Linked DNA regions of Arabidopsis thaliana: region 1 is linked to region 2. Evidence: chromatin contacts called from public capture Hi-C data. All regions are on one chromosome and are shown on one strand. The core of a region is the stretch at or near the end of the contact, and the rest is flanking DNA. Distances in the headings are between cores, read along the strand shown. Region 1 holds the start of AT1G52155. Region 2 holds the start of ILL5 (IAA-amino acid hydrolase ILR1-like 5).

Evidence for each region. Capture Hi-C pulls out chosen DNA fragments and counts their contacts.
Region 1: a contact with region 2 is called in a capture Hi-C map of shoot, with 4 times the contacts expected there.

Annotation. Positions count from the first base shown.
Region 1 is chr1:19,415,357-19,419,677 of TAIR10.1, forward strand. It overlaps AT1G52155, which reads left to right and starts at 2,078. Exons shown (of 9, transcript NM_148579.4): 1 at 2,078-2,447; 2 at 2,701-2,777; 3 at 2,913-3,141; 4 at 3,234-3,388; 5 at 3,473-3,518; 6 at 3,602-3,693; 7 at 3,782-3,878; 8 at 4,020-4,076; 9 at 4,167-4,321. The coding sequence starts at 2,310. The coding sequence ends at 4,235.
Region 2 is chr1:19,202,539-19,207,074 of TAIR10.1, forward strand. ILL5 (IAA-amino acid hydrolase ILR1-like 5) reads left to right here and starts at 1,974. Exons shown (of 5, transcript NM_104057.1): 1 at 1,974-2,411; 2 at 2,689-2,814; 3 at 2,925-3,239; 4 at 3,320-3,448; 5 at 3,526-4,048. The coding sequence starts at 2,064. The coding sequence ends at 3,915. AT1G51770 (Core-2/I-branching beta-1,6-N-acetylglucosaminyltransferase family protein) reads left to right here. Exons shown (of 2, transcript NM_104056.4): 2 at 6-848. The coding sequence ends at 686. AT1G51790 (Leucine-rich repeat protein kinase family protein) reads right to left here. Exons shown (of 13, transcript NM_001333503.1): 13 at 4,173-4,536. The coding sequence ends at 4,320.

The DNA of each region.
Region 1 (4,321 bases), core at 828-3,327, 210 kb after region 2:
CTAAAAGATTTATCACTGAACTAACAGCACATTGATATGGTCATGCAATTTCTTCGATCTAATCATGGAAAACAACATAGATAATGTTAACGTTTAATGTTGTAATGTTTGTGACTAATCTCTAACGGATGCTAATCTTATACTCCTACATTTATGCCCACAATATGAAATTAATGAGGTTTATACCAATAAATATTACTACTTCTAAGTTTTAACTAGTAGTAAACGAGTGGTAAAAGAGTGAATAGGAGGGTAATAAAGGTAAGAAGGAATGGGGAAGGTCAGAGGCGTATAAAAAATAACAAAAGGCGTGGGAGAGAGGTCTGCGTAGGAGACAGAGACAACATCATTACCTTCTTTGCATGCGTCTCCTCCGTCTTAAAGCTGAAGCTTCACTTTCTTTCTTTCCTTCTTTCTTTTTCTCTATTCTCAAATTTCTTTCTTTTATTTTGTCAACTCTCTTTCAAATATTTTAATTTAACTAGTACTATTCCTTCATTTTCCCAATAATGCCTGTAAAAGAATTGTATTATACTACTGATTTGAATTGTTCATCATGATGAATTCAATTCTTCTTTAAGTGGTTTCAATTCAAGTCTTAACTTTTTCAATTACCAATATATTTTCATTATAGAGTACGTACACACAAAAAAGTGTAGAATTGACTGTTTTAATTAAACGTTGGACCGCTATCTTCATATCGGGCCTAAATTCAGCCCAGTCCATTATGTATCACGGCTGTTGCAATTGGTGGACTTGTTTCATATAGGCTATATAGGTCACTGATATTCAATCTGTCCACTGATTGTTCTATTTGGAAAAATAGAATGATTAATTTCGTTTGTTTTTTTACTCATAACAAAAAAAGATTGCTATATTTGCAGGAGATTTTTCTACTGGTTATAGTTGATTGCTTGCTTCGGTTCATGCAACTGCCAAATTAGTGAAGCAATCTCTCTGCTTTTTCAAGATTTAGCTTCTGGTGTATCTACATTATGGCCTGTATACTTTGGAAGATGGATCAGATCTTTCGTCAGATGCTAAATCTTATAAAAGAAATGTTTTTCCATAGTTATGGAACGAATATCACTGTTCGGCAAGTCAGAATCAAGCGGACCCTTGACCCAAATGAAACTAGGAATAAATTCATTATTGTAGTCAAAATGGAGGTGTTCTTGTTGCTTTGCTTCAAGATCCTTTTCTCTAATGATCTCAAAGCTCGTCGACTTGATGATCTGATGTTAGGTGTTTAGACTTAGAGGTTTAGCATAGCTGAGATTTAACATCAAATGTTATTCTGATCAAATTAACATTGTTAATTGTTATGGGAAAAAAAGACATTTGTTAAATGTAGATTGTAGTAAACCTAAATGGATAATGTTGATTACATATAAACATTCTTAAGAAATAGTGACATGCTTGCATCTTTCCCTACGTGAATCTTTCTCTCTGCCCGTTATATATTTTAATCTTCTTGCAGATACTTGTCCGAATATATATCATCAACCTACAATTTTTTTATTTTACATATGCCACGAAATTGATGTTTTGACTTTAATTTGATTTGTAGTGTCTTCCACGTTCCTTTTTTTCTATAACAACCAAAATAAGCATATGATTTAAGTGGTAAACTGCACCACGAAATTATAGCAACGAACTACATAGATAATACATAACATATAAAATATCAAAATCAAGAAAAAGTCACAACGACCAACAAAATTACATAAATTAAAAAAAAGGGTATTGGTGATCAAAACTCAACGACAAAAAGGAGAGAGTGGGTTAGTTGAATGACCATTTTGTTCGCATGTCTGCTCTCTCTTCTCCACCTTCTTTTTATGCTCCCCTATTCTCCCGACGACTCAAAAGTTCAAAACAATAAACACCACATTTATTTATTATTAATTATACAAAACAAACTAAAATTAATTAGTTTATGATTTAAAGTTTATTCAGGATAATTTATTAAAAATTTAATAGCAATTTTTATTATATAGAAAACAGAAAAATGATACAAATATTCGGATTATTTTATGAGTATACAAATTTTAGTTGCATTAAATGAAACTAAGCAATTAGTTGGAGATATTAGTGGAATTGATCTAAGGGCAGTTAAGTCTCAATTAATTGGTTTATCCAAAAAACCAAGATTAATTAGTGCAAAAGACAAGTGTCAATAGTACAGAGATTCATAAATAGAATTAGAAACCCCAACAAAAATGTGAAGCTTCCAAAAAAAAAGTAAGTATCAAAAAAACAGAATTTTGTCTTCGTTCTTCTCTGAGATTAAAGCTTTCTCTTTTGTAATGGAAGAATCTCAGGGCATCAATGGCGTCGATGATTCATATCGTCATCTCCCAATTCTCTACTTAACCTTTTTAACGATCTGGTCTTTCTCCGCTTGTTCTTGGACGGTTAACACTTTCAAAAATCGCCACTTTCAGGTCAATAAATCTCCTATTTTTTCTCTATCTTATTTCGATAAATTTTGGATTTTTCACTCTTGGGTTTATGAAACTTCTTCTCAAATTCCAAATATTACTCAAAATTTAATCAATTTTTTTTGCAGAATGGTACTTGGGATTTATTGTTTTAATCATGAATTCAGACGATTCTGTTTTTGATTTGTCTCTTTTATGTTTTTCATTAAGGAAGAAACACAATTTGATTTTGGTTCTGTGTTTTTGTTTAGAGCAGACAAATAGTTTACAATGGACTCTTGCTTCAGTTCCATTAATCAAAGCCTTACAGCTCACACTATCTTTCCTCTTTTGGTAAGTCCTCTTTGTGAAGTTATTGTTTCCATTAATGTTACCTTGTCATATTGAGAAATTATTTCTCAGTAACCTTTTTATCGAAAGATCGTTTTCGAAGTCTCTATAGTTGATTAATCTGTTATTTGGTGGCAGGCATTCATGTTTTCACCATCACATTTGCTCTCTATGGATGTCTTTTGGTGTATATGTGACTGGTGTTCTGTTTCAGACAGCTTCATTTGTGTCTTTTTTACTTATCTCTCACGGTTATTGCATCACTTGTGAACGGCTCTCGTTGACCGAACGTAGAACTACAGCTTCACTTGGTTGTGTCTTTTATTTGACTCTTGTTGGATACAGAGCTTCTGTTCCTTATTTTGCAGTGAGTTTTTACCTTTTTCACCTACTCATTAAAGCTAATCTTTTACTTACTTACAAGATGATGAATGAACCAATCTTTTTTTGCTCCTCCAGGTGCTTCTGATACTTAACTACATGATCTCATTCTATGTTATATTCCATCACATATCGCAAAATCTAGCGGTGTTACGAGAACAGCTGAGTTTTATCGAAGATGAGAATGTTCAAGCTATGCATGATGCTGTATATGCTAAATACATCATGTTCAAGTACGTTTTTCATTACCCTCAGGTTTGATGGTTGATGGAAGTAGATAATCTGCTAAGAGTTTTTATTTATGTTTATGGTTTCAGAAAATTCCAAGGAGCTATGCAGATTGTAGCAATGGCAGAAACTGTGGTATGACCAAATCTTTCTTGATTGACATCATGTTGAATTTACTGCTACATTGTTTATACTCACACTCACTTTAAATTATGCAGATCTACATGAACATGGATAACTCCTCACAAAACTATTGGCTCAGGCTACTAATTCGAGAATGGGCTCAGTTCTGCATTTTTCTCTATATTGGGTAAGTTATGATCCCACTTTTCAAGTACATTTCGCTGTTCTTGCTTTGGTCAAGAACTAACAATGCTCCAAACTATATACTTTGGCAGTTGGACTTTCAGGTCTCAGGATATGGCACCGCGTTTCTCGGTAATGCCTACACTAAAACCGAAAGAGAATACAATTATTCCTCCGATTTATAGCATGGTAAGTGACATAATGTAAACTTCCTTTTGCCTTGTAATATCTTGCATTAACCAAAACATAAAGCTTATTTTGCTTTGCTTATATGTGTTTTGGTTTTGAGTAATGTTCTACTTATGCTAAATCTATATACCAAAATATCAGGAAATGGACGCAAAATCTTTCAAAGAATTCAGAAGTCAAGAATGGAACATCGGAGTGGTAAGTCATTTCATTTATGCTCTTGTTCCATTGGATCATCAAGCCAGAGTTTTATGTAAACTCATTCTGTGTTTAAATCTCTTTTCGCAGCCAATGCCATATTCAAACTACGAAAAGCAAAAAGATTCAGTTCTAGTGATAATTCAGCATCCGCGATAGCATTTAGAGAGAAGCAAAAGATACAATGTTTTCCTCTATCCATCTTCCTAAAGAGAGTGAAAGATCACCAAAATTGACAAAGTTTC
Region 2 (4,536 bases), core at 724-3,223:
TATAGGCTGTGGCATGGGGAGAGATGAGTATGGGTGAAGCAGAGAGGAGGCTTTTGGCTAATGCGTTGCTTGATATCTCTAATGAATGGTTTGTTCTGCTGTCTGAATCATGCATTCCTCTGCGAGGTTTCAGCTTTATCTATAGTTATGTCTCTGAATCAAGATATAGTTTTATGGGTGCTGCTGATGAGGAAGGACCTGATGGAAGAGGCAGATACAGGACAGAAATGGAACCTGAGATCACACTAAGCCAGTGGCGAAAAGGGTCTCAGTGGTTTGAAATTAACCGGAAACTCGCTGTTGAGATTGTTCAAGACACTACTTACTATCCCAAATTCAAAGAGTTTTGTAGACCTCCATGCTATGTAGATGAACATTACTTCCCAACAATGTTGTCTATGAAACATCGGGTTTTGCTTGCTAATAGGACATTGACATGGACAGATTGGTCACGTGGTGGTGCTCATCCAGCTACTTTTGGTAAGGCTGATGTAACGGAAAGTTTTCTCAAGAAGCTTACAGGAGCCAAATCTTGCCTCTACAATGATCATCAGTCTCAAATCTGTTATCTCTTTGCCAGAAAGTTTGCTCCAAGCGCATTGGAGCCTTTACTGCAACTTGCACCCAAGATTCTTGAGTTAGGCTCTAACATATCTTCCACTCGTCACTCTTGGTATTTGTTTTGAGAAGTTCTTGAGTTTAGAGTATGATCATGGACCGAACTGATCATTAGTTAATCTCCTCTTTCACAATGATATTACAGGTATTGTGAAGGTTAAACATATTTTTTGACATGACAGATTATTGAATAAAGGGAGTTTTGAGTTCTTTTCAGCCCCTAGGAGCATCCGTTACTCTTGTTCTATGTTTAGAAGTCGAAAAATTACTCGTTTTTTAAAGAAGAGTAAAGGCATTTTCTTCTAAATGTTGTTGTGTTGGCATGTTTCATTTGCATTTTCTCATGGTATCAAGGAAAAGTGATTGCAATTAGAGGGATCAAAAACTATAAAATTTGGAATTGTTTTTGCAAAAACTATGCATGAGACTGAACTTTTGGATTTAAGGGATAAAAAACTATAAAATACCAAATCCAAAAGTTCAGTCTCATTTAAAACAATTAAGAACCCAAAATAACCCATTTAAAGCAACAAAAGAAAAAAGAGAGTAGCCCAATAGGCCCATGTTGTTAATTAAACAACTTATGCGGCGCATAACGGATGATTCTACGATCAAAACTGGAAATAGATGCCCATAAAATTACGAAGAAAATCATGTGCCTAAAGCATATATGAGCTTTAGCTGCTTCAGGTCAGAGCCGGCTCTGATTGCTAGCATTTTAAACCAATCACGGAAATGGTTCGGCAAAATGTTTCTATTTTATTTAATGTATTTATTTTAAATACGGAAATAAATTTTATGAAAGAATCCATCAAACACGTTATAGCCGTGCTTTATAGCTATTTGTAGCAAGAGCAAATGTACCACACCACACCGTCCAACAACTACAACCGTTCAATTTCTAGTTCTTTTTTCTTCACGTGTCACGAAAACTTGAAATGAAAACGAAATGATTTTCCAAACAAAAGAGGAAAGATCTTGCAAATCAGATAACTCGAAACTTTTATTTACGGTGTATCTTCTAAACAATCCTTTAAATTTCATTTTATAATTTAATTACTTTGCAAACAAGCAGATTTACATTTTAACCGAAAATACAATTAATGTCTTAGGTTCAACTTCACGGTGAAATATGTTCCACATGTTTATTGGGTTCAAACTCGAACCGATATTTATTGAGCGCTTAAAATGAAATATTTAAATTCTGTCCAACGTCAAAATAATTTGAGATACTAACAAGAAACCTTCGGTAGTTGATGGTAATCAATTTGGAAAAGAATATATTTTATGGTGACTTGGGACCGAAGAAAATTACAAAAGATATGAAGATTTTTATTAAGTTTCCGTGTTGTATTTCGCTTGCTATTATGTGAGTTCTTGGTTATAAATGCCGCTTCTTCCTTCATGGTTTCTTACTTCATCATCACGCAATCTCTTGATTCACGATGAGTTTCTGCAAATTGGTTTCTTTTGTTTTGATCCTTCACTTACTAAACTCGTGTCTGATTTCATGTTCCTCGAATGATTTGTCTCAAATTCCTAAAAATTTCCTTAGTCTAGCTAAAAGAGAAGATTTTTTCGATTGGATGGTTGGAATAAGAAGGAGGATCCACGAGAACCCAGAGTTAGGTTACGAGGAAGTAGAGACATCTAAGCTAGTCAAGACAGAATTGGACAAGATGGGTGTGTCTTATAAGAATCCAGTTGCTGTAACTGGTGTTATTGGATATGTTGGAACTGGCCATGCCCCCTTTGTTGCTTTGAGGGCTGATATGGATGCACTTCCTATTCAGGTATAATAAGGTTTTCATTTACAAAGTTTTTGAATCTATTCCCTTCAAGCCCAAATTATTTAATCACTGATCATATTTTGCTAGTCGAAATGGTGTCATGTTTTAAATTTGTTTTTTTTCTGAATATTTGTTTTAGTACAACAAACAATACTAACTGGCATTTAAGATATAACCATTATCATTTGACTTATGGATCAGATTTCTTATGTGATTTTAAATTACTTGAGTTGCAAGCTAGTGGATTCTTATTGAACATGGTAATGATGGAATTGTGTAGGAAATGGTGGAATGGGAACACAAGAGTAAGATTCCAGGGAAGATGCACGCTTGCGGACATGACGCTCACACTACGATGCTCCTCGGTGCTGCAAAGTTGCTCAAAGAACACCAAGAAGAGCTACAGGTTTAGTATTGTATTGTGCTGTATTTTTTAGCTAATAACATTTTCAAACTGTTGCAATCATCAGGTTGTTTGGTTTCTTATTAACACTTGTTGGACATTTTATTCATCATGGTACAGTGATTCTGGTTTTCCAACCAGCTGAGGAAGGAGGAGCAGGTGCAAAGAAAATCGTGGAGGCTGGAGTATTGGAGAATGTGGGTGCAATCTTTGGATTACATGTTTCGAATCTATTGGGATTAGGTCAACTGAGCTCAAGAGAGGGTCTATTGATGGCTGGTAGTGGACGTTTCAAAGCTACGATAAGCGGGAAAGGAGGTCATGCAGCTCTTCCTCAATTCGCCATAGATCCAGTATTGGCAGCTTCAAATGTTATTCTGAGCTTACAACACCTCGTTTCACGAGAGGCAGATCCTTTAGACTCGCAGGTATATATAGTTACTCTTTTGGCTCTTCAAGAAAAGTGTCTCTTATATTATAGGATGTTGGTTGATTTGAGTGCTTACAGGTGGTTACAGTTGCTACATTTGAAGGCAGTGATGCTTTTAATGTCATTCCCGACTCTGTTACTATCGGTGGCACATTCCGAGCCCTTTTACCTAAAAGTTTTGAGCAACTCAAGCAAAGAATTGTTCAGGTCAGTAACTTTGCACTCTGATGTGTCTTCCTCTCCTCTCGAGACCAAACTTTAAAACGCGAGATCCAATGTTTCAGGTTATCACAACGCAAGCAAGCGTAAATATGTGTAATGCAACAGTTGACTTTCTTGAAGATGAGACTCCTCCTTTCCCGCCGACTGTGAACAATAAAACCTTGCACCTGTTTTACAAGAACGTTTCAGTGGATATGTTAGGGATTGAGAATTATGTTGAGACGCTACCAGTGATGGTATCAGAGGATTTTGCTTTCTACCAACAAGCAATCCCGGGACATTTTAGCTTTGTTGGGATGCAGAACAAATCTCATTCACCAATGGCGAACCCTCACTCTCCGTTTTTTGAAGTTAATGAAGAATTACTCCCTTATGGTGCTTCCCTTCTTGCTTCTTTGGCCACAAGATATCTTCTTGACTCATCTTCATCGCCAAATAAAGATGAACTTTGATGCCAACTTTGGATCTCTCTTCTTCATCTCATGTACCTATCGAAAATGTCAACCATGGTTACATGGTAACAGTTATTCCCTGTAATTCTCAGTTGTCAATCAATAAAATAAACGGCAGTGTCAAGTTCTATTAGTTACGGAGTCTAAGTCACCAAAGAGAAACAGAGGAGGACAGAAAACTGGAAGTTCCTTAGGTCACAAGTAAAGGCCTTGCAAAATTTCCCCATACAAAACCCTAGTCAGACCCAAACTATAAACGGTAAGAAAAATCCTCATATCTGGATCAAGCCTGTATGCACAACGATTTTTTTGGTTATATCAACTCACAAAAAAAGAAGAAGACATATATAACAAATTATTTTCAGAGACCACAAAACATTACAAAAAACAAAATCAATAAATAATCATCTCAAACGAGGAGGTGGATTAGATCCAAAGCCAAGTGCAAGCTCTTCAAGTGAATCTGTTGATCCAACCGGCAAATGCTTTTTCCTCTCAACTTCTACAGCTAAACTCTCCTTAAGAGCCGTCACCACTTGACTCATCCCAGGTCTGTCGCCCGAATTTCGACAAACGCAAGCCACGGCTATTTCCACGGTCTTGAATGCCGAGTTTGGGTCA